3 separate regions of the Mus musculus genome follow, and regions 1 and 3 are each linked to region 2. Evidence: chromatin contacts called from public Hi-C and HiChIP or PLAC-seq data. All regions are on one chromosome and are shown on one strand. Each heading gives the region's core, a stretch centred on a gene start, on an enhancer-like site or on the middle of the called end of the contact. The rest is flanking DNA. Distances are from core to core; before and after follow the strand shown.

What was found. A called contact is a pair of places that touch in the nucleus more often than the background predicts. HiChIP or PLAC-seq counts read pairs in DNA pulled down with a chosen protein or histone mark.
Region 1: a contact with region 2 is called in an H3K27ac HiChIP or PLAC-seq map of embryonic stem cells, with 7 read pairs. The contact joins the enhancer-like site here to the promoter of Pum2 in region 2. A contact is called at or near these places in 4 of 39 promoter capture datasets (the C10 cell line, the HPC-7 cell line, hematopoietic stem and progenitor cells and 1 more), 2 of 15 datasets of contacts at CTCF or cohesin (CD8 T cells and the NIH/3T3 cell line), 3 of 484 Hi-C or Micro-C datasets (nephron progenitors, pancreatic cancer cells and round spermatid), 10 of 115 datasets of contacts at active chromatin or transcription factors (the 230-238 cell line, CD8 T cells, the HPC-7 cell line and 5 more) and 3 of 9 other capture datasets (adipose tissue, liver and pancreatic islet).
Region 3: a contact with region 2 is called in a Hi-C map of myeloid progenitors, with 3 times the contacts expected there. The contact joins the enhancer-like site here to the promoter of Pum2 in region 2. A contact is called at or near these places in 7 of 39 promoter capture datasets (3T3-L1-derived adipocytes, the C10 cell line, the HPC-7 cell line and 2 more), 1 of 15 datasets of contacts at CTCF or cohesin (pro-B cells), 84 of 484 Hi-C or Micro-C datasets (the AML12 cell line, B cells, the Ba/F3 cell line and 50 more), 26 of 115 datasets of contacts at active chromatin or transcription factors (the 230-238 cell line, CD8 T cells, the HPC-7 cell line and 18 more) and 3 of 9 other capture datasets (adipose tissue, liver and pancreatic islet).

What each region holds. Positions count from the first base shown.
Region 1 is chr12:8,712,079-8,714,778 of GRCm38.p6, forward strand. It overlaps Pum2 (pumilio RNA-binding family member 2), which reads left to right. Exons shown (of 21, transcript NM_001160220.1): 6 at 1,282-1,552; 7 at 1,766-1,859. Among named protein-coding and RNA genes, the nearest start is that of Pum2, 39 kb to the left of the region's middle. Within about 2 kb of position 1,308, at least 6 of the 459 cell types and tissues checked have an H3K27ac peak or open chromatin away from gene starts, as enhancers often do.
Region 2 is chr12:8,672,928-8,675,627 of GRCm38.p6, forward strand. Pum2 (pumilio RNA-binding family member 2) reads left to right here and starts at 1,332. Exons shown (of 21, transcript NM_001160220.1): 1 at 1,332-1,553.
Region 3 is chr12:8,639,523-8,642,222 of GRCm38.p6, forward strand. No RefSeq gene overlaps it. Among named protein-coding and RNA genes, the nearest start is that of Pum2, 33 kb to the right of the region's middle. Within about 2 kb of position 1,294, at least 448 of the 459 cell types and tissues checked have an H3K27ac peak or open chromatin away from gene starts, as enhancers often do. A contact at or near this core is called in the 230-238 cell line, 3T3-L1-derived adipocytes, the AML12 cell line and 68 more, where this site is marked.

The DNA.
Region 1 (2,700 bases), core at 58-2,557, 39 kb after region 2:
GATGAACAGCTGGTGTTCGACACAAGTAAAACACTCATTACTACTAAACTTAGGTACTTATATACTTTGAATGTGTTATGAATGCATAGTTTCTCAGAGCAATACACTTAAAGTAAGATTCCTATATAAAACATATATAAGAAAAGATAGACTATGTTAGGATTAAAAACAGTGTAAAAAGAATATTAGAGGGGCTCACTAGTTAAGAGTACTGGCTGCTCTTCCAGAGGTTGAGTTCAATTCCCAGCAACCACATGGTGGCTCACAACCAACCATCTATAATGAGATCTGGACCCCTTTTCTGGCCTGCAGGTATACATGCAGGCAGAATACTGCATCATCATCATCATCATCAGTAGTAGTAGTAGTAGTAGTAGTAGTAGTAGTAGTATGTCAGAAACATGAACAATGTTGATGAGAAGAGAAACCAATGCTGAAATTTTAATTCAGTATTAGTGAATTTCTTGTGAAAATTAGGGTAGTGTGGTGCAGCGGGGTTGGTATTTTGTTTATATAAAATTGTGTGTGTTCTGTATACTTTTTAAGTTTTCAAAATTTACTACATTTACCTTTAAAGAGAAACAACTTGGAACAGTAGAGATGATCTTTGGGTAGCTGTTTATTGTATAGGGCTTTCATAAAGGCTCGCTGTTTGGCTGCTACTCCCTTTCTTGCTTGCTCTTCTGTTCTTTTAGCTAAAACTACCCAGTCTTACATTTATTCTCATTAAGGAAGCAAGTGCAAAAGATAAAAGGGTTTGCACAGAAAAAAACCTTTGAAAGTCACAGTTGTGAGTCAGCTTTTGTTTTAGTTTAGATTTCTTTCACTCACGGAAACTTAACCATCATGTCTGGTTAGTTTTTTGATAAGTGGAATTTTGAGCTTTGCCATATTTGGGGTTTTTTTTTTTTTGCCATATTTGTTATTTAATAGTTGTTTTTTATTCTTAATTTTTGTCTATGGCTTTAGACAAAAGTTTCAAGTAGTATAGTTGTAAATTTTGACAAATTTTCTTACCTGTGTCTTTGTCTTATCTGTATGATTGAGTTATATGATTATGCTATTCAAATTGAGGAGAGTGATAAAATTAAAAATACTGAAACTGTTACCTTAAGTAGTTACGAAATAGGAAAAGATATGAGAAATGGAACATTTGATGACTCAGAAAGCCTTACTTATTCTTCATATTTTGGGACTTTTTTCCCCTTCATACTTAACTATTTTATTTACCCTTGGATTTGCTCCGTTTACTCATAGTGCTCTTCTGTTTTCTTTACTTAGTCGCACTCCTGGAAGTCGCCAAGCCTCTCCAACTGAAGTAGTTGAGCGCCTTGGCCCTAGTACTAATCCCCCAGAAGGATTGGGCCCTCTTCCTAATCCGACAGCGAATAAACCACTTGTTGAAGAATTTTCAAACCCTGAAACTCAGAATCTGGATGCAATGGACCAAGTTGGTCTGGATTCCTTACAGTTTGACTATCCTGGTAATCAGGTACCCATGGATTCTTCAGGAGCTACTGTAGGCCTTTTTGACTACAATTCCCAACAGCAGGTAAAGAGACTTCTGTAACACTATTATTAGTGAAATCTGAAGTGGTATGACTCACTAGGAATGATAAGGGTTTTGACACTTAATGCTTTATTGATTAAAATGTCATTATGGTTAAGAAAGTTCTTCAAATAAGTGTTTAAAATATTCATAGCTTTTTAATGAGAATTGCGATGTTTTGGTATTAATCTTTGTATTAAATATTTTCCTGGATAGCTCTTTCAGAGGACTAGTGCACTAACAGTTCAGCAGTTAACTGCAGCTCAGCAGCAGCAGTATGCATTAGCAGCAGCTCAGCAGCCACATATAGGTAAGTCTTTTCAATTAAGTTACACCTTTTCATTATTAGAAGAAAAAGCTGGTATTAATGTATTTAAACTTTCCTTTTATTTCTTAATGTCTTGTTTACATTTTGTTACTTTCTGAAACACCTCTGAGGTTAGTAGTAACAGATTACACACTAAAGATTATGATTAATGGAGGGAATCATTTTGATTATTTGCATCATTGGTTAAATCTGTCTGTAATTTGGGCCAGCAAGATGCTCCAGTGCGTTTGTCACAAAGCCTGATGACCCAAATTTGATCTTAAAATCCAGGATCTATGGGGAAGGAGAGTGCCAGCTCCACAGGTTATCATCTGACCTCCACATGTGCTCTGTGGCGTGAAAACACACTCACACATACATTTGAAAATTTATACTTGATAAATGTTGTTAGTTTTTAAGATTTTTTTTCTCAGTTGATAATTGGTAATCAAAGATCTAGAAATAAAATGTTATTATTTATATAATCTATTTTCCAGTCAGAACGCTCATTTTTAGATTTAATCTAAAACAAGAATACTAAAAAATTTTCTGTAAAATTAACTTTTTTGATATCTAGTTCTAACTAATGTGAATTAACTCAGCCATATAATTATTACTGATAAAATTCAAGTTTGGTACATGTTTTGTTGTCTATATTTAGTTATTTTTGTCTTTCTTGTTTTTCCTACCACTTGCACATCTTTACTGTTTAATAATATAGATGATAATAATATGCTAATAACTGTTTTGTTTTTCTTCTCAGCCCTCTGATTCTGACTCTTAATAGTAGATGTGGAGTGAAATAAGTTTAAATGTAATATATTTGGGGGCTTTTTAAAAGGTA
Region 2 (2,700 bases), core at 82-2,581:
TTGATTACACAGCCCCAAGGATCTTTCCACTACTTTTAGCATTGGACTTCCTAGTCTTCAGACGCTTGGGAAGTAAATTTATTTTCTTTATTAATGACCTGATTTAGTATTCTGTCAAAGCGATACAACAGTAAGATTTTTATTTATTTATTTATTTATTTATTTTGGTTTTGGTTTTTTGAGACAGGGTTTCTCTGTATAGCCCTGGCTGTCCTGGAACTCACTTTGTAGACCAGGCTGGCCTTGAACTCAGAAATCCGACTGCCTCTGACTCCCAAGTGCTGGGATTAAAGGCGTGCGCCACCACGCCCGGCAAGATAAATTTTAAATCAGTCTGTCTTTATAATGATGAAAACCCAAAGAGCTGTGTTTAACAGGCACTAGGATACATCACATGAACAAAGCACATACAGTCCTTAGCCTGGTAGAGCTCACAGATGCCTAGGGAAGACACTGAGTTAATTAAAAGGCCCTGGATTGTCAAAACCAGGAGGTAAGCCATTAATTAGGAAGTTGTCCCATGAGGGCCTAAACTCTCCAAGAGAGGTGTGATAGAAAGTGGTCCCAACGACTGCGACCAAATCTTTGGAGCCATTGTTGTTCCCTGCAGATTTCAAGGAAGGGCAAGACAATTCTGTAACTGGTAATAAGAAAACATTCAGTCTGATACATAGCCAAGGTAGTTTCTTTTGTGCTTACCCAGTACCCCTGGCTCATCAATTGCAGGAAGTCAGTAACACTTGCCTACTGTAGACGATAACAAGGTGCATTTTTTTTTTATCCCTAAACCTCCAACATTTGAGTGGAAAAGGGGAGATAAACGTTGAGCGGTAGGGCTGTATTAAGGTCTACAACTCCTGTAGGTGCCAGCATACCGGAAGTAGGGGGAAAGAGACTTCAATTTTGGGGTGCATGGGCAGCAGTGCTTACACACAGGCAGTTTAGGGAGAACAATGAGATATCCGGGAGGAAGCGGTGGATGAATAAATTCAGTCTCACACAGAAAGTCGGGGGTTTGCAGCACCACACGAGGCGCGTGACCAGCCCCGGGAGCAGAGCGCCAGAGGTCCGGCGTGCAGGCCAGCCCTGATCCCAGAAGGTAAAGGCCGGGAAGTGCACGCCCGATGGCGGCCTCACCCGCGAGGAGAGCGCCGCGCCAGTGCGCACGCGCGGAGCCCCGGCCGGCCCCCTGCGCCCGGCGCGCGGGAGAAGTACGCACTTCACTGCGAGGCGTCGCGGCTGGGTGAGTGCTCCCCCCTTTCTCCCGCAGTGCTTTGCGCGCGGCCGGTGGGCGGGGGAGGGAGGGGAGGGGAGGCGGCGGCGGCAGCCATGTTGTTGTGAGTCTCTGTGCCTCACCCTCGGTACTTCGGTGGTTCGGAGGAGGAGGGGGAGGAGAAGAAGGAGGTGGGGTGGGGGGGAGGGAGGTAGGAGGAGGAGAAAGAAGACGTCGCCGCCACCGGAGGCGGAGGGGGAGGACGGACGGCCGAGAGCGTCGCCGCCGGTGCCCAACGGTCGGTGTCCCCCGGCTGAGGCAGCGCGGCCGCAGCAGCCCTGTAAGTCAGCCCGCGCTCGCTTCGTCGGGTCCGTGGGCGCCGCGGGGGCCGGCTCTGGGCTTTGTGTGGCGGCCTCCGCGGGAGCAGGCCTCGGGCGGGAACGGGTCGGGCCTGGGCGGGGATCGCGGCGGGCCGCGGCCTGGGCCCCGCTCGCACAATGCCGGGGGAGGGGAGCCGGAAGGGGGTGTGCGCCGGCGGGGGAGGGGGCGCACTCGCCGCTTTCCCGCTTCCTTCCCGCGCCCCGCGCCCTTTGCCGGCCTTAGTGACCAGATCCGTGTGGGTGCCAGGCGGCCTCCAGCCCCTCGGTGCCCACAGTCTGGAAGAAGCACGGTGAATCCAGAGAAACGTGCGAGGTGGAAGTGGGTGAAGCGGAAGGAGTGGGTTTATGAGAGCGAGGGTGGGTGGGCGGGGGTCGCTAGGTTGGGGTGCGGGGTGGTCCTCTGGCCTGCGAGTGTCCAGGAAAACCTTGGCAAACGGATGTGAATGTGAAAGAAAATCGGGACTGGGGTTCGACCTGTTCAGGTGCCTTAGAAAGGAACGTGGTGCTTTTTGTTAGGGGAACATCTCTTCGGTACCCGAAGAACGAGGAACTTGAAAGCCGAAGACCAAAACAGCGACTTCAGATATTCGAACCTTAGTTTTGCTTGTGAATACGGTCAAATTTGAGGGGAAATAAACTGTGCGGAGTTTATGGCCGAACACGTGTAAAGTTAGTGCTTCTTCCAAGAATACGGCTTTAGAAACCCTTCTTTTTCCTCGTAGCCTTTTATTCTGTAACAGCTGAACTTTTGGGGAAGGGAATGGAATTCAGACGTTTTATGTACAAAAGAAGACATGCTATGATAGTTTTTTTCAGATTTAAAGAAATCTGGAGGAAGGGGTTTTCTGTGATGATTTCAGGAGAAATGTTTTTAAATGCTTAGCAGGGTGCAGTGCCTGGAAACGATACAGTGTGTCACGAAAGCAGTTTTAAGGAGTTACCTTGGCGTGTTTGAAGCTTGTTCACCGCTTAGATTCGTGACTCCTAACCATGTGACCGGGTGAATGGAGGATGGTTTAGGGAATTCTGGCCAGGAATCCTGTTAAAAATACAAAGATGGATTATTTTTAATTGGTTAATAATAAGCCTCTGTTGCTAGTCCGATAT
Region 3 (2,700 bases), core at 44-2,543, 33 kb before region 2:
AATGGCTAAGATCAAAAATTCAGGTGACAGCAGATGCTGGCGAGGATGTGGAGAAAGAGGAACACTCCTCCATTGTTGGTGGGATTGCAAGCTTGTACAAGCACTCTGGAAGTCAGTCTGGAAGATCCTCAGAAAATTGGACATAGTACTGCCGGTAGATCCAGCAATGCCTCTCCTGGGCATATACCCAGAAGAAGTTCCAACTGGTAATAAGAACACATGCTCCACTATGTTCATAGCAGCCTTATTTATAATAGCCAGAAGCTGGAAAGAACCCAGATGTCCCTCAACAGAAGAATGGATACAGAAAATGTGGTACATGTACACAATGGAGTATTACTCAGCTATTAAAAACAATGGATTTATGAAAGTCTTGGACAAATGGATGTATCTGGAGGATATCATCCTTAGTGAGGTAACCCAATCACAAAAGAAGTCATTAGGTAGGCACTCACTGATAAGTGGATATTAGCCCAGAAACATAGAACACCCAAGATACAATTTGCAAAACACAAGAAAATCAAGCAGAGGGAAGACCAATGGGTGGATACTTCATTTCTCCTTAGATTGGGAACAAAATACTAAAAGGAGTTACAGAGACAAAGTTTGGCGCTAAGACGAAAGGATGGACCATCCAGAGACTACCCCACCTGGGGATCCATCCCACAATCAGCCACCAAACCCAAACACTATTGCACAATGCCTGATAGATTTTGCTGAAAGGACCCTGTTATAGCTGTCTTATATGAGGCTATGTCAGTGCATGGCAAATACAGAAGTGGATGCTCACAGTCATCTATAAGATGGAACACAGGGCCCCCAATGAAGAAGCTAGAGTAAGCACCCAAGGAGCTGAAGGGGTCTGCACCCCTATAGGTGGAACAACAATAGAACTAACCAGTACCCCCAGAGCTCATATCTCCAGCTGCATATGTAGCAGAAGATGGCCTAGTCGGCCATCACTGGGAAGAGAGGCCCCTTGGTATTGCAAACTTTATATACCCCAATACAGGGAAGAACCGGGAGTGGGAAGGTAGGGGAGCAGGGCAGAGGGAGGGTATAGAAAACTTTCCGGATAGCATTTGAAATGTATATAAAGAAAATATCTAATAAAAATAAATAAATTAAATAAATAAAGTCTAGTCCCATGAAAAAGAAAACAAAAACAAAAAACAAAAAACAAAAAAATCAACCCAGTCTCGAAAAAAAAAAAAAAAAGAAAAAGGGGGCGAGGCTCAGAGGACCCAAAGCCGGAACAGAACTACAACTCCCAGCATGCCTCGAGGCTGAGGCAGGGACATGCCCGCCACTGCACTGACCTGAGATGGCGGGAGAGAGACTTCCTGTCCACGGCCAGTGACTGCCTGCTTCCAATCCGCTGTCCCCGGGACAGCGGCGCTCACGGCGGCGGCGGAGAGACCCTGGCGGGCCGTTTTCGGGTGGCAGCGGCGGGAAAACAGGAGGCTCGGGTCTGTGCACGCGCTCTGCTTGAGAGTGCTGGTCTGTGGCGGGAAGTCCCGCCCACTCCGCTGTGATTGACGGCAGCAGCTTCCAATCGGGAAGCTTCCCCACTCACTGTTTCCAGGAGCAGGGAACAGCGCCAGAAGTCCCGCCCGCCCGACCGTGACTGACAGCCCCAGAGACTGAAACCGCCCCCCCCCGCCCCCCGCAGAGAGATCCGCGTCTGCAAAGACAAGGGCGGGCGGCCGTGATTTTTATATAAAATAAAAAAAGTCTCGTGTGCTTATCGTGTGGGAGCTCACGCTGTAGCCCAGGTTGACCTCGAACTCAGAGATCCACTGCCTCTGCCTCGTCCCAAGTGCTGCTGGGATGAAAAGCGTGTGCCACCCCTGCCTGGAGACCCTAAAACTCTTAAACCCCAAAAATAAAACCCTAGCATTTTAAATAAAAATACTCAAGAGCACTAAACACTACTCTTTAAAAAAGCAGCAAAACCCTGACACCCCCCAAAAAACTCTAAATGTCTGGGGCGAGGCCGGAGCGCTCAGAGGTCCTGTCACTCGATTCCCAGAGACCCCCACGCAGGCTCACACCCTGTGCAGCTATAGTGAGCTCACATAGACGCGAGATAGATGAATAAATCTTATAAAAATCACCTGAGACACACGAGAACCCGTCCTGTACTGGGGCTTCAGAAATACTGAAACAAAAGAATGCAAACGGGAAAAAGCATCCTTCTTTGCATAGGTTTAATAAATTACTAAGGGTGCCATCCTTGGGTCGCTGACATCTTGTCTTCATAGGAACTAGACTAGAAAGAAAACCACTCAATGTCTGTAGCTATTTCCCAGCCTTAATGATGTAAAATATTGTACTTCTTTATAAACAGGCTGTTGACCCTACTTTAACTCAATGGACTGCTAGAATCAAGAATTATTCTATCAGAGAGCACAGACAGATCAGACACGCTGGCTGCACAGCATATTCAGAACTTCCAAGGGATTTATTAATCAGAGCAGGGCATTGTAGGCCTTAGCCTGGCTCACAGAACCAAAAGTAGTCACCCAGCTTGTGGAACAGGACTTTGCTATACAAGTAGTCACCCCTGTTCATGTCTTTGTTCTCTATGCCCTTTGTTACCCATAGTAATCTGTGGACAGAAACTATTGAATGGAAAATTCCCAAAATAATTCATACATTTGTTCTATTTTATTTGTAGTAGTTGTGGCTGATTGCTAG